2 separate regions of the Mus musculus genome follow, and region 1 is linked to region 2. A link is a contact called in public Micro-C data. All regions are on one chromosome and are shown on one strand. The core of a region is the stretch at or near the end of the contact, and the rest is flanking DNA. Distances in the headings are between cores, read along the strand shown.

Evidence for each region. A called contact is a pair of places that touch in the nucleus more often than the background predicts.
Region 1: a Micro-C map of muscle stem cells shows a contact between it and region 2, with 9 times the contacts expected there. The contact joins the enhancer-like site here to the promoter of Trio in region 2. A contact is called at or near these places in 4 of 39 promoter capture datasets (embryonic stem cells, hippocampal neurons and liver), 6 of 484 Hi-C or Micro-C datasets (the C2C12 cell line, embryonic fibroblasts, liver and 2 more), 8 of 115 datasets of contacts at active chromatin or transcription factors (SST interneurons, embryonic forebrain, embryonic limb bud and 4 more) and 2 of 9 other capture datasets (adipose tissue and pancreatic islet).

The regions. Positions count from the first base shown.
Region 1 is chr15:28,130,951-28,137,750 of GRCm38.p6, reverse strand. No RefSeq gene overlaps it. Among named protein-coding and RNA genes, the nearest start is that of Gm31458, 68 kb to the right of the region's middle. Within about 2 kb of position 4,115, at least 56 of the 459 cell types and tissues checked have an H3K27ac peak or open chromatin away from gene starts, as enhancers often do. A contact at or near this core is called in the C2C12 cell line, SST interneurons, embryonic fibroblasts and 2 more, where this site is marked.
Region 2 is chr15:28,022,384-28,029,181 of GRCm38.p6, reverse strand. It overlaps Trio (triple functional domain (PTPRF interacting)), which reads left to right and starts at 3,334. Exons shown (of 57, transcript NM_001081302.1): 1 at 3,334-3,842. The coding sequence starts at 3,686.

The sequences.
Region 1 (6,800 bases), core at 2,866-5,365, 110 kb before region 2:
AAGAGCTGTGATGGGGAGATGTGGTCCCATGGATACAGGTGAGAGGCAGATAGAGTCACTCACAGCAGAGACCGGGAGAACAGAAAGGATGTAGAAGCCAAGAACATTGATCAGGACTGGAGACACCAGGGAAGAAGCAGATGGTTGAAGGTAACTAGAAGTCACAGCTTTATTTCATCCTGCGGAACATAGGTAGCAGCCAGTTTTTGCAACAGCCAGCCCAGGACTCAGCCAGGAAGATCCAAACAAGAAAAGCTCTTTTGTTTAAGGAACAGTAAAACAACAGGGTGTGTCTAGGCCTTTCATCCCAAAGCCCCTCTGTAATCTACGTCTCCTAAATGCATGAGCATCTAGTGAAGAAGCTGGGCCACCAGCCCCTGAGTTAATGTTCTCTCTATCGTTTCTTTAAATATTGCCTCTGACTTCCCATCTATCATTTAGTTTTCACCCAGTCTGACTTTAACCCTTCTAATGTATGAGTTGGTTGGTTAGTTGGTTGGTTGGTTGGTTGGTTGGTTGGTTGGTTGGTTGATTGGTTGATTGGTTGGTTGGTTGGTTGGTTGGTTGGTTGGTTGGTTGATTGGTTGGTTGGTTGATTGGTTGGTTGGTTGATTGGTTGATTGGTTGATTGGTTGATTGGCTGTTTGGTGGGTTGGTTGGTTGGTTTTTGTCCTGTGCTGCCCAAGGTAGTCTCAAACTCAAGTGATTGTAGCACTTCACCCTCCCAAGTGACTGGAATCACAGGCACATGCCAGCATACCAAGCCTGACTTCTGCCCTTTGACTCCACTGAGAAAACCTTTGCCTACAGCCAGCCTCCTTGCTGCTGATTCTGGAGGGATTCCTTTCAGCACTTTCTTGCTTGGCCTCTCTGTCTTCCCAAATCTGTTGGCTACCCTGGTCATCCTGGGATGGTTTCTTTGACTCCATAGGTCAGTTTTTCTTTTGTTTCCCTTAATTTCCCTTTCCTAGTCCCTGTATAGGTTTCTCTTCCAGTGACCACTCCTGGTATTCCTACAACCTTCTAGGCCAGTGGTTCTCAACTGTGGGCCATGATTTCTTTAGGGTCGAATGACCCTTTTACAGGGGTCACATATCAAATATCCTATGTATAAGACATTTATATTAGGATTCATAACAATAGAAAAATTACAGTTGTGCAGTAGCGTCAAAATAATTTTACCACTGAGTACACCACAACATGAACTGTGTTAAAGGGTCTACACACTAGGAAGGTTGAGAATCATGGCTCGAGGCCCTCCTTCCCATCCCTGCTCTTGAATGATCTCATCCATCCTGGTGCTTTCTGCTTCCTTCTCTCCTCCAGACTCTACTGCAATGTATTCAATACATTTCTGTGATTACTACAAACTGACTTGTGGTCCCCAAGAGACTTGTGCAGGTCACAACCTCTCACACCTTTGAGTGGGATCTTATTTGCAAATAGGCTCTCCAAATTGTAGATATGATCAGTTCGTCATTATAAACTAGATAAGTCCAGGACCTGCTTTACTTTTTTTTTTTTAAAGATTTATTTTATGTATACAAGTACTCTGTAGCTGTCTTCAGACACACTAGAAGAAGGAATCGGATCCCATTACAAATGGTTGTATGCCACCATGTGGTTGCTGGGAATTGAACTCAGGACCTCTGGAAGAGCAGCCAGTGCTCTTAAGTGCTGAGCCATCTCTCCAGCCCCTGTTGTACTTTTAATAACAGACATGTTTGGCAACATGCGATCCACTCGTTGTGGATGAATCTATTATGTGAAATCATGTACTATTTGTAAATATCCTAGACACATTCTTCTGTGTACTTTCAATTGTCTCTAGATTGCACATGGTTTATGATTAAAATTAAATATTACATAAGCAGCTGTGCGACACTGCATTGGTTATGGGGTAATGTCAAGTTACAAACAGGTCTAGGCTCTAGGCAGATACAATCTTTCTCATTTTTCTAATCTGTTGTCAATGGACTCTGAAGATAGAGAGAGGATACAGAATTCACAGATACACAGTCAGCTACACTTGTATTTCCCCTAATTTAAACCTTCAAACATTATAACCTCCTTTGTAAGCCCTTACATTGCCTGAAGTGTCTTCCTACTGGGAGGCTAAGACTGAAATAAGCCCTCAATCTTCTCTGTCTCACCAGGACCATTTGAATCTATAGTTCACAGCTTCTGTTTGGTATACAGCCAGTACCCAGTAATTGCCTCATGAATGAATGAATGAATGAATGAATGAATGAATGAATGAATGAATAGAACAAAACCAGTACGGGTTGCTAACAATGGTAACCCACACTGTTTGTTACGGTTGTGTTTAACATTATTGCTAACTGTGGATACTAGAAAAGATAACAAAAATAAATTAAAATTTTTACTAACACCGAAATGCTATTAATTACAGTTATGTATGTGAAGTCTACTTTAATGCCTGATTACCATGCAGGGCAAGTAAAGATTGTGCATAGTGTATCATTAAATGTGGCAGCTCTACTCGGTTAAGTTTTATTTCATTATAATCATGAATTACACATATGCTTAGTCTACGTAAGTTATGGTTGCTGTCTGCTGTTTGTTCCCGTCCTTGAAAAGGCTTCTATTTCTAAACTTGCCTTCTTCTACACCTAGCAATTTTGATTTTTTATAGGAAACCTATAGAGGGTGGCCAGAAAGGTTGAGTTAATTCAGCCAAGGTTCTCAGAGGCAGTAAATGATGACTTTTGAACGAGGTCCTTTGGCTCAATAACTTGGGCTTTTACACTAGACTTAATTTATCCCTAATGATGCATGTTTTATCAGGAAATTCAGCATAAACTGGTAGTTAAGAGATGCTTGGCTTGAAAGCTTGAGACAAGAAAGGGAGAGAGTGATAAACAGTAGCCTCAGAGTCTCTTCCAACAGCAGGTGACCCAACCTAACATTATAGCCTGAACTCTTGATGCCTCTTCTCTCCTCCCCAATCCCCCAATCCATCCCCCTCTCCCTCTCCCTCTCCCTCTCCCTCTCCCTCTCCCTCTCCCTCTCCCTCTCCCTCTCCCTCTCCCTCTCCCTCTCCCTCTCCCTCCTCCTCCTCCTCCTCCTCCTCCTTCTTCTTCTTCTTCTTCTTCTTCTTCTTCTTCTTCTTCTTCTTCTTCTTCTTCTCTCTCTCTCTCTCTCTCTCTCTCTCTCTCTCTCTCTCTCTCTCTCCCTCCTTGCTTGTGAGCTCAGTATTGGCACTTGGTCAACTCCCAGCTGAGTCCAGCCTTCCCTCTATCCCCCACTGAGGTGCTAGACTTTTGAGTGAAGCTGCCTCTGGACCCTTCAGAGCAAACCAGCCCATCTGCCATTCAGATACCACAAGTGACCTCAGTCCACACCACATGGCACAGAATAATTGAGCAGCTGAGCCTGACCTGAATTCCTCACCCACAAAAATCATGAGGCATAAAAATGGCTGCTGTTTTAAGCTTGGAATTCAAGAGATAGATAGCCAGCGATAGACCACATGCCACAAGTTCATTTTACAGACTGTCTCGCTTAGCAGTGCCAGACAAACTGGCAAAGGGCAAGCTAATAAACTATAGTAATTAACAAAACAAGCTCCCTTTTCTTTCATAAGGCAATCCCCACACACAGACAATGGCAGCAATTTTGAATTTCAAGCAAATAGCCTATCTGTGGACCCATTTGAAATGTCAGCCATAAAATAATTTTCCTCTTGCAATTTATAAGCCCTGACAGTAAGGAGCTGTCTGTGAGAATCCAGCCAGAAATCCCTTGGACAAACATTCCGTTGATAATTTTTCCATTTCCATTTTTGACACACAGAGCCTTTCACTATTCAAGTCAACTTTGAAAGGAAACAAGATAACATCCGTTTCCTCTGCTGTCCTTCCACGCATTTAATAGCACCCAGATATACAGGTTCATTTCCCTGGAGATTCCTGTTATTTAAGCTCACCTTCTGGTGATCTTAAGACCAAAAAAAATGGTATTTTCTATAGCCATCTAACAGTGCAGGCCAGGAATGCAGAGTAGCGAAGGAGGATTGGGGAGGAGATTCCTGTAACCTCAGCGGACCAACAGTTACCCAGACTGCACAATTATTAGCACAGCACAAACACTGCAGCTGTCTGCAGAAGCACCGCAGTATTTCTGACAAGGCACATCACACTGATGATGTCAGACTCCTTTCTTAAACAGTGAAATGTGAGAATGTGTAGAAGAGGTTTGTCCTTGTTTGGGAAACCATACTCACAAATGACTAGGTTACCCACAGTCCTGGGTTTTCTCAGTTCATTGAGAAGTCACATTCCCGCAGAGTCCTTCGTGAAACCCTGTAGTTGGCTCCCTAGGTCTTTGGTTATCTCACCGGTCTGCCATGCACGTCGCTGAACAGGGAAAATGACTCAGGGCTCTAATGAAAATCTAATTCATTAAACCAAACCTTGGAAAAGAACCTCAATGAGTCAGTGCAACCTTCCCCTGCCTCTGGGCAGCGCCACACCTAGACCATCCAAGCCAGAGGAGAGGTAATCACATTTTTTAATAAAGCAGTCGTGAACATTATTACTAAACCCCATTTCTATATATAACTGTGTTCCAAATGAACCGACAAAGGCATTAAAGAGTTGGACCCAACACACTAACAACGGAGCCAGGACCTTGGCTTTTGTGCCAGTTTTTAAAAAGGTGGCCCCTTGAAGCAAAAGATGTAGGAAAAAGCCATTCCCTGGGGAAGCAGCTGCCCAGAGCCAGTCAGTGTGTATAGCTTGTGAGCGAGCAGATAGATGGGTTGGCCATCGGCTCGTTCTGCCTTCCACACCTCACCTTTGTACAGAGGAAGAAACACAGGACCACATGCAGTGACCTGGGAAGATAGCTATAATATTACACATGAAACTTCCTCCTCAGTTTGTCTTTTTAAAAATCTACTTTTATCCTTTCATCGTCCCTGTTGTTTGTTACTGCCAACTGTGTGTACCACCAGGTTTGTTTGGTTTTTTTGTTTGTTTGTTTTTTAATCTGTCAGCCTTCACTAATAAACTTACCACTGACAGGTAATATATCTTTATTCCTCCAGATACCTGACAGGTGCTCAATAACCATTCGTTGGCAGATTGAAAGACTTTTGGAGAGAATGAACACAGCCATAGACCACCAACACCTAACGTTTTCTTGCCTTTAAAATGAAAAGATGGCGGTGACCTCATCTCCCCTGAGGGAAATCAACCAAAGCATTTGAGTCACTGTTCTTTAGAGCAGAATTCCTGGTTGATAAAAAAGCATGGGTCTCCTGGCTATGAGATCAGAGTCCCAGGCTGAGGCCATCAATCCATCCTTGCTTCCTGTCTGGACACTATCTCTATTTAACAAAAGCACATGAGAGACTGACCACTGGGAAGAGAAGCAGGCATTCTTATTTGTCAGCGTACTCTCTCCCACAGCAAAGAGGCTGCCACTCTTTCCTCTTAGGGAGGAATATGACTCCCCAGAAGAGTCACCAGAGTCATTTACCCAGAACACACCTTCCAGGCATCTACCCCACCGGCACCTTCAGCAACTTGATAGTCAGAGACAGGCACCTACCATATTGATATGAGAGGGCATTCTTACCATGGCCAAGGTCAGAAAGTTGCAAGTCCAAAGGCCAGCTTATTTATTCCACGTTACTTTTTGTCTGTTGTTAATACCTGAAAGTTGTCAGAATTAAGGTGGATCACATATGAAAAGTTCCAAATAATAATAATAGTAATAATAATGATGATGATAATAATAATAGAACAAAGGGACCAAGAAGGATAGAGATGTTCATGTATGCCTGATAATGCGAAGTGTCACAGAGACATGAGTACCAAGCATTCATGAGGCTCTGAGTTCAATTCCCAGAACCATGAAGAGGGGGAAGCTAGGAGAAGCGAAGACCACCAGGACTGCAACCTTCCACAGAGCCACTATCACCTCACAAGGAACATATTTTTTTTGCAACAACAACTGCCAAACTGCCTGCTCTACCTTGAACAGATGCTGCCCTTGTCATTGAGTGTATGAGTCAAGGGCTAGCATTTCAAAACATGTGATCTTTGTCATCTTGCCCTCAAATAATCTCCCTTGCCTCAAACCCCTTGAACGGGAACAAGAATTACAGCTGCACCCGAGTTTCCATTGCAATATCCATCCTGCTATTTTGAGAGATTGTTTTCCACTTGGCATTTAGGTTGATACATTTAACAGTATGGTTATTTATATGAGATAACTAGTAGTCATATAAAGAAAGGTTTGTGGCTACAAGCTCTGGAGAGAGTTTTGAAGACAGCTAGAGTGTTCTCCAGGACAATGACATGTGTTATGGAACTGTGTGCTTTCATAGCAATCCTACCAATGAATGGTTCACTTCAAGGTGGTTAATGTTATATTATTATACCTTTATCTTTTTTAAAACAGGGCTTACTACATAGACAAGGTTACCCTTGAACTCTTGTTCCCCCTGCCTTAGCTTCCCATTAAGTTTTTGTAAGAAAAAACATTGCTCCTAATTTTTTTTAATTGAAGGCTTCAACCACCTTCTTGGCTTGCCTTGAGAAACTGGAAGATCCACAGAGCTAAACTTACCCCATGGTGTGGTAACCTTCAGCTTTTGCTGAGAACAGCCAGGGCATTTGCTGTCTATGTTGCCTCTCACCTTTGGAGCTTCTGACTTTGATTCCTCCTATAAGAAAGATACTTTATTTACTCCAGAGAATTAGCAGAGTCCCCACAGACTGCTGCCTTCAGAAGAATGTAAGGCTAGACCACAGATTAAGATTTGAGAA
Region 2 (6,798 bases), core at 2,085-4,584:
TTCATTTTCCCTCAACGTTTAAACTTCTCTCCACAGTTTTATATACCAGCCCAAGGTGGGAATTATTATGGGAAGGATACAAAGAAAAATGTTGGCACTGGCTTTGAATTTTAAGAGACGCTTTTAGAATCTCTGGGAGGGAGAACTGAAAAAGAGAAGTTTGTTGGATACTAAAAGCCATTCTCTTTAAGAATAGAAAGGCTACACCGAAGCTAATAGACAAAGAAGAATAAATGAAAAAATACTGGAGTTCAAAAAGGATAAATATTGTTTCATGGGGTTTGCGGGTAGAGATGGGTAGCGTTAAGTCTTAAAGTGAGCCTCTAAGAAAGCCTGTGTCAGGAGGTCTTGAGGATCTAAGACTCTGGGTTTGGGTTGGGACTGAGCACCACAGTGAGCAGCTGAGTATTTCCCCTGATGGCTGCCAGCCGACCCAAGTTCCCATGAGTGGGTAAGGCACACAGTAAGGACCAGCCTCAGCAATGCCCACAATGTAGCCTCAGCAATGTCTACAATCTGGCCTCAACAATGCCAACCATCTAGGCAGGATGTCCAGGTTACAGGAACAGATATGCCAGCATGGTTCTTCATGTTCAAGGATCGGGTACGTTATCTATATTTTTCACTCGGAAGCCTCTGGGAGCTATGTAAAGAGAGAAAGAAGTTATCGATATGAATTAAGAGAAGCATCGTCAACACACCTGAGTTGAAGAGCTGTGAGATTGTGGACTTGCTGACTTGAATTACTTTTGTAAGAGGCTGCTCATCTGATTAAAAGTAAGCTTTAAATATACTTTTTAATCTTAAAATGAGATAGACATTTACTAAGAAGTTGTGGAGAGAGCTCCCATGAACCCCAGGTCTAGTTTCTCGCTTACTATGGATTTGGTGTTATTGACTAATACCCCAACACGCTATTCAGATTTACTCAGTTTAAATCTCAGGAGTTCTTTTGAGACCCATCAAGACCACTACACTGAGCCAAATGTGGTGGCACACAACTGATTTGTTTGTACTTACACATCTAGTAAACGTACTTGGGAGGCCCATGTAAGAGAATGGAGAGTTCAAGGCCAGCTTGGGCCATGGATGGAAAACCTGTCACAGAACAAAACAACACGAGCAAACCACCACACTGCACTGAGTTCTAACACCATCCCATGGTTCTCGCAGCATTCTACAACTATCTGTTTGCCTTTTCTTATTTTTGCTGACCTTGAAAGTCTGGGAGAGTGCTGGTGAGGTAATTTATAGGAAGTGCCTCATTCATAGGATGCTGTTATCTTCATTTGGAGCTTGGAGTTTTGGAGGGGAGGCACAGGGAGGAACACTGCCACTTTTATTATATCTAGAACACAGTGTCAAGGTGACTTACTGATTCTTAAGTTCACCTTGATCAACGGGCTGGGGCAGAGTAATGGTTTCTCTGTTAGAAAGTTCCTTACCAGTTTTGTTCTCTTTGGAAGGTAGTGTGCAGCCTGTACCCTGCGAGAGGGGAGTTCTGCTCTGTCTCACTCGGGACAATCTCTACCTAAGTTACTTGTACTTCTGCCTTTGTCACTTCTACCCCATTTGCTTATTCCTTTACATCAGTATGGACTCAAAAATATTTATTTATTTTTTTTGCTTGTAATCAAACAGTGCTATGTTGTCTTTCTGAAATTGTTCTGGCTTGGGCCATGAAGAGCTCTTTCGACTGTTTCCTTTGTGTCCTGGGTAATCTTTTTCTGTGCTGCTTCCCCCCCCCCCCCTTGGGAAGTCATTTCCTTACCTTCTGGCACAACAGGGTGCTCATGTTAAATACTTCCTGCCCCACTACCAGAATCACCCATTTTCCCAAAGAGCCTGAATTCCTTTAATTGGAGGAAAGTATTAAAAACAAGATCTGAGAACCATAGAAACGCTCCATCTGTGGTAAAATACTTACTCTGCAAGCATGGGAACCTGAATTCAGTTCCTCGGTATTCCAGCTTTTTACTGCAGCTTGGGCACTAGGGAGGCAGAGATGGGAGGATCTTTATGTATTGCTAGTCAACTGTCTAACTAACCAAGGAACTCCAGATTCAGTGAGAGACTCTGCTCCAAAAAAACTAAGGTGAGAAGTGGATGACTGAGTTAGACACTGGGTACCTACCTCTTGTATTCATATAAACACAGACCCAAAACACAAATGTCGATAGTGCGTGCAGGCACACATGAGAGGCAGAGAGACAGTCATCAAAACGCTAGGTGTTTCCAGGGCCAATTAATTGACAGAGCAAGAAAATACAGGCATATGTACTATCATGCGGTCCAAAATATAAGCACACAGCTGTAGATCTTTACACACACCTATTGCAAGGTGAACACAAATTCCTATGGGTGTCTTCAAACTTCATCCTGACCGAAACCAAGCCTTCTAGCCCTTTTCCCTTGCTTGTCTGAGACTGCCAAGGGGAAAAGATCTGGTGGTCACTTAATCATCGTTCTCCCGTTAAACATAGGTGCGGGGTGTAGTTTGATGGAATTTGTTGATCTGTTTTCTCCTGCATGTGATTCTCAATTACCCGGCGCCCATTCCTTCACTGCACTCATCTTGCAGCCGTGACATAAAGCAGAATTTGATATTCCACACATCTGATTTAACGTACATTTTCTTTAAAAGTCCCTTTCCTCTGGTCTCCCCTGCCTCCATCATCTTCCCACTACATCTGGGTAGCCTGAGGACCCAGCACACTTGGGAGATGGGGATTCCCCGCAAGCACCCCCTCTCTCGCGCCTGCTTTTTACATACAAGGAGACGGTAGACTAGAGCAGATAATCTGTTTTCACTGCCTCTCTGCTCATTCAACAATTATCCCGCCCCTTCTACATGCCAGTGACAGCGCTGTGCCTGCGAAGGCCACACCAGCTCCATATCCTGGTCGCTCGGCCCCGCGGGTGACATAAATAATAATGAAAACGCTCCAGCGCTAGGACCGCTTGCAGTGCAGGCGCGAGAGTCCTGGCAGGGGGCGCAGTGCCCGTCCTGGAAGGCCAGTGTGGCTCGGTCACACTTGTTCCTGCTCCTCCCAGGTTTGGAGCAGCCCTGGAGGAGGAGACCTGGCCCGCTCCACGTTCTCTCTCAGCCACTCCATTTCGCCCTCCGGGCTCCCAGGCGCGGCTCCGCCCCTCCAGGACCCGCCCACAAAAGGCCCCGCCCACCAGCCGAGCCCACGCTCCGGCCGCTAACGAAGCTCTCCGGAAATTCCCGAAGCCCCTCTTTTTCCTTCCTCTCCTTTCCCTGCTCTCCCTTTCCTTTCACCCGGGCTCCCTCGGCCGTGATTTCTCCCTCCCCCTCCTTCCTTCCCCGTCGGAAAGCAAGATGGAGGCTCGCTGCTGCCGCCGGCGTTCGTGATCGCGGAGCTTCGCAGCCCCGGCCCCCGCCCTCGCGTGTCCGCGCCGCTGCCCGTGCCCCGGCCGGCCACGCCGAGGCCGTGGCTCCGCGCGCCCGCTCCGCGCCAGGCTCGCGGCTCCCGGGCGGTGTCCTCGTCTATGTGGGCGCGCTCCTCGGGCCGAGCCGCCGCCGCCCGCCGCCCCGGGGCTGTGCGTCCGCGCGCCGGGCGCGGGCAGCTGGGTGCTCGGCGCCGCCAGGCCAGGCGCAGGCGGCTGGGTGCGCGGAGCTAGGGGCGCGGGGCCCGAGGCGGGCTCGTCCGCCGCCGAAGCCATGAGCGGCAGCAGCGGCGGTGCCACCGCCCCGGCCGCGTCCTCCGGCCCCGCGGCAGCGGCCAGCGCGGCGGGCTCCGGCTGCGGGGGCGGCGCCGGCGAGGGCGCCGAGGAGGCCGCCAAGGACCTAGCCGACATCGCGGCCTTCTTCCGATCCGGTGAGTACCGCGGTTGCCCCGCGCGCTCGGCCGGCCCGGCGCGCCCGGATCTCCGGCCCGGTATAGCCCTGCGCGCTCTCGTCCCTGTCGCCGCATCGGGGCTCTGCGATCCACGCCGGCGTGTCAGGTTACCCACGCCGCCCTTGTGCTGCGGCTCGTCCCGGGCGCCTTCACTCGCTTTCCCGGCGCTCGCCCCTCGTGCCAGGCTAGACACCCCTCGGCCTCCCGTTTCAGCGGCCACGGCCCCGCGGGTAGGGGCGCCGGCTCTTTGTCTCTTGCTGGAGGGCCGAGGAGGCGGCGGCGGGGACGGCGTGGGCGGAGGCCGGTGTCCCGGAGGACGAGCTCACCGGGACCGGGGACAGCAGCTCTGCCCTGTAATAGCTTTTGGGCCGCTGGTAGCTGGACCACCAACCCCATTATCAGCGAGTGTCCCGACTCGGGGCTCTAGCCTGTCATCCAGCCTTGGTGTACGGTTCTGTGAAACGGGGCAGCCATCGCACCTCAGCCCAGGAACCGAGGACGGTGGCCGAGCTGAGGCGGCGGTCGGGTCGAGCCATTGTTTCTGGGGGAGGCCCGGGAAGGACATCTGGGACCGTGGTGGCCCTTGGGAGAGGCGTGGGACCAGGGCTGGCGGGCACTGCGTGGGTGGCGTGGACCTGGAGGCAGTGAGGGGCAGTTTAGGGTCCGCTCTGGCGAGCCGGAGGTGGCCGAGGAGGAGGCTAGCCCGGAGCCCGGCGGGCGGGAGGGGCGCTGGTGTGCTGCGCAGGGGGCGTGACGGGGCGTCCCGGGGACCCCGGTAACGGCGCCTCCTCCAAGCCCGGCCCGGCCCAGATCCCGCGCGAGCCCGGCTCGCGTCCGCGCGTCCCTGCGTGCAGTCCGGTTTGCTTGCGCGTCCGGGAGGCGGCGGAGGGCAGCGGCGGCCGGGGGCCTGCAGTTCGGAGAGCAGTCCCTGGCCGGCCAGGCTTGGGAGTGAGGATGCAGACTCCGCGCTGGAGAGCCAGAGAGGGCGGCCCAGGTCAGGATCCGGACGGACGGGCGGGCCAGGGAGGGCGCGGGGAGGCTGTTTGCCCGCCTCCGGGAGGACGGAGAGCCTCGGGGTCTGGTGAGCGGCCTGCACCGGGGTGAGCGCGGGAGGCTGACAGCTCAGGGTCTCAGTGGCCTCTTTCAAAGTCAGGTCCCAAACTGGAAGAGATCAGGGCCGCAGTCCAGGTCATTAGGAGCTAGCAATTGAAGCGACCAGCCTTGGGCGAGGCAGATAACTTCTGGGCCGTTAGACACCTGGTTTAGTTCTGTCTTCTTGATCTTTGTCTGGCAGGGTTATTTTTGATTCGTCTTAACCGATTGGTTATGAAGAGAAGTGACACGTTCCGTCTCGACTGTGTCAACTTGGGTTTAGTGTGCTCTTTCCAGCTCTCCCTCTCCGGTGAGGGCCTTGTAGAAAGCTGAGGTTTAGAAAGACATGAACTCCTTCAAATGAAAGCTTTAACGGTTTTTAACAATGTATTATTTATTTTTTAGTGTGTGACTGGCTGGAGGCATGGCCCAAAGCCACCATTCTTTCTTTTTTTCCATCACCTGTCACAGACTAAATGGTTTTGTGCAGAATTCATCTTCCCAATGTTCTTGCGTCCTAGAGGTGGATTTTTTTTTTCCCCTTATGGCTTAATGCACAGTTCAGGAATGACTTGTTTCCAAGATTCTCCAAAGACATGCTGGTCTTGATTGCCTCTCTTCACTCTGGGCTCTGCTCTTACTGTTCGTAGTCCTGGGTAGCTCGTTCGTTTTAGAGTTCCTGATCAGGTAAAGCCGCTTACTGCCTTGTTTCCTTTATTCCACCTCCAAAGTGACTTGAAGGAGCCAGCGCAGATTTTCAGTTGGTTTCAGAGTTGTCCCATCCCCCTTTAGAATTTCATTTCACCCTCCACTCTGAATCCTTGCCCCAGATCTCAGTGGTTGGCATGTAGGCTGGTGTGTCTAGCAGAGGATACCTAGGGGCTGGTCAGTTTGAAGCATAGACATCATGGTTTTAAGGGTGGCCTTGGTTGGAGACCTCCTGGAAAGAGATCAGTTCAGGTAGGAGCCCTCCTGGAAAGATTTGATTGACTGTGAATAAGGAGGAGTTGTCAGATCCATCTCTTCTGTCTTCAGGATGTGCAGACAGGGAAAATCCGTCCCTGTTGACTGGGAGGCAAGGCACCTTCTCCAAGGTCCCTGAGCCTGGTCCTCAGGGCACGTTCTATTGCTTACCTTTTCCTTCTCAGTCCTGTAGCTGTAGTTATTTGGTCCCCTCTTCTGTTTATCCCTTTCTTGCTTCTTTATTAAGCTTTATTTTTGTAGCCATAGACTGAAAACTGGTACCCATGGTTGGATGGAAGGGACAAGCTATCAGCTCAAACAGAACTTTTTAACAGAGAAGCTCAAAAATAGAATGAGCTACTGTGTCACTTCCCCCACCCCATCGGTGGAGGTGTGTGTTCAGCAGAGAGGCTGCCACCTGCCTGCATTCAGGTGGGTGGGTGCTGGGGACTGGATGTCTACCCCGAGCATGGAGGAGATTGCCCTTGGGGAGTGCTTCTTTCTGTAGGTTTAGTTCCTTCAGAACTGTGGGTACCCACACATTGTTTTTTCAGCTCTCTTGAAGTCCCAGGGCATAGTTTCCTTTTCATCCAACCATGGGTACCAGTTTTAGTCTATGGCTCCGAGAGAGAGAGAGAGAGAGAGAGAGAGAGAGAGAGAGAGAGAGAGAGAGAGAGGCACAAGCTTAGTAAAGAAGCAAGAAAGGAATAAACAGAAAAGGGGACTAAGTCACCCAACACCTGTCCCACTAAGGCTCTCCCCTCTTCTGCTGCTGTGGCCTTCTCTGCTAAACACTCTACTAAAGGAAGTTCCTTGTTCATTTTGGCAATCCTGACCAACTATACTTAGGCTTGGTCTACAGTGGCAAGCTGACTGGTGC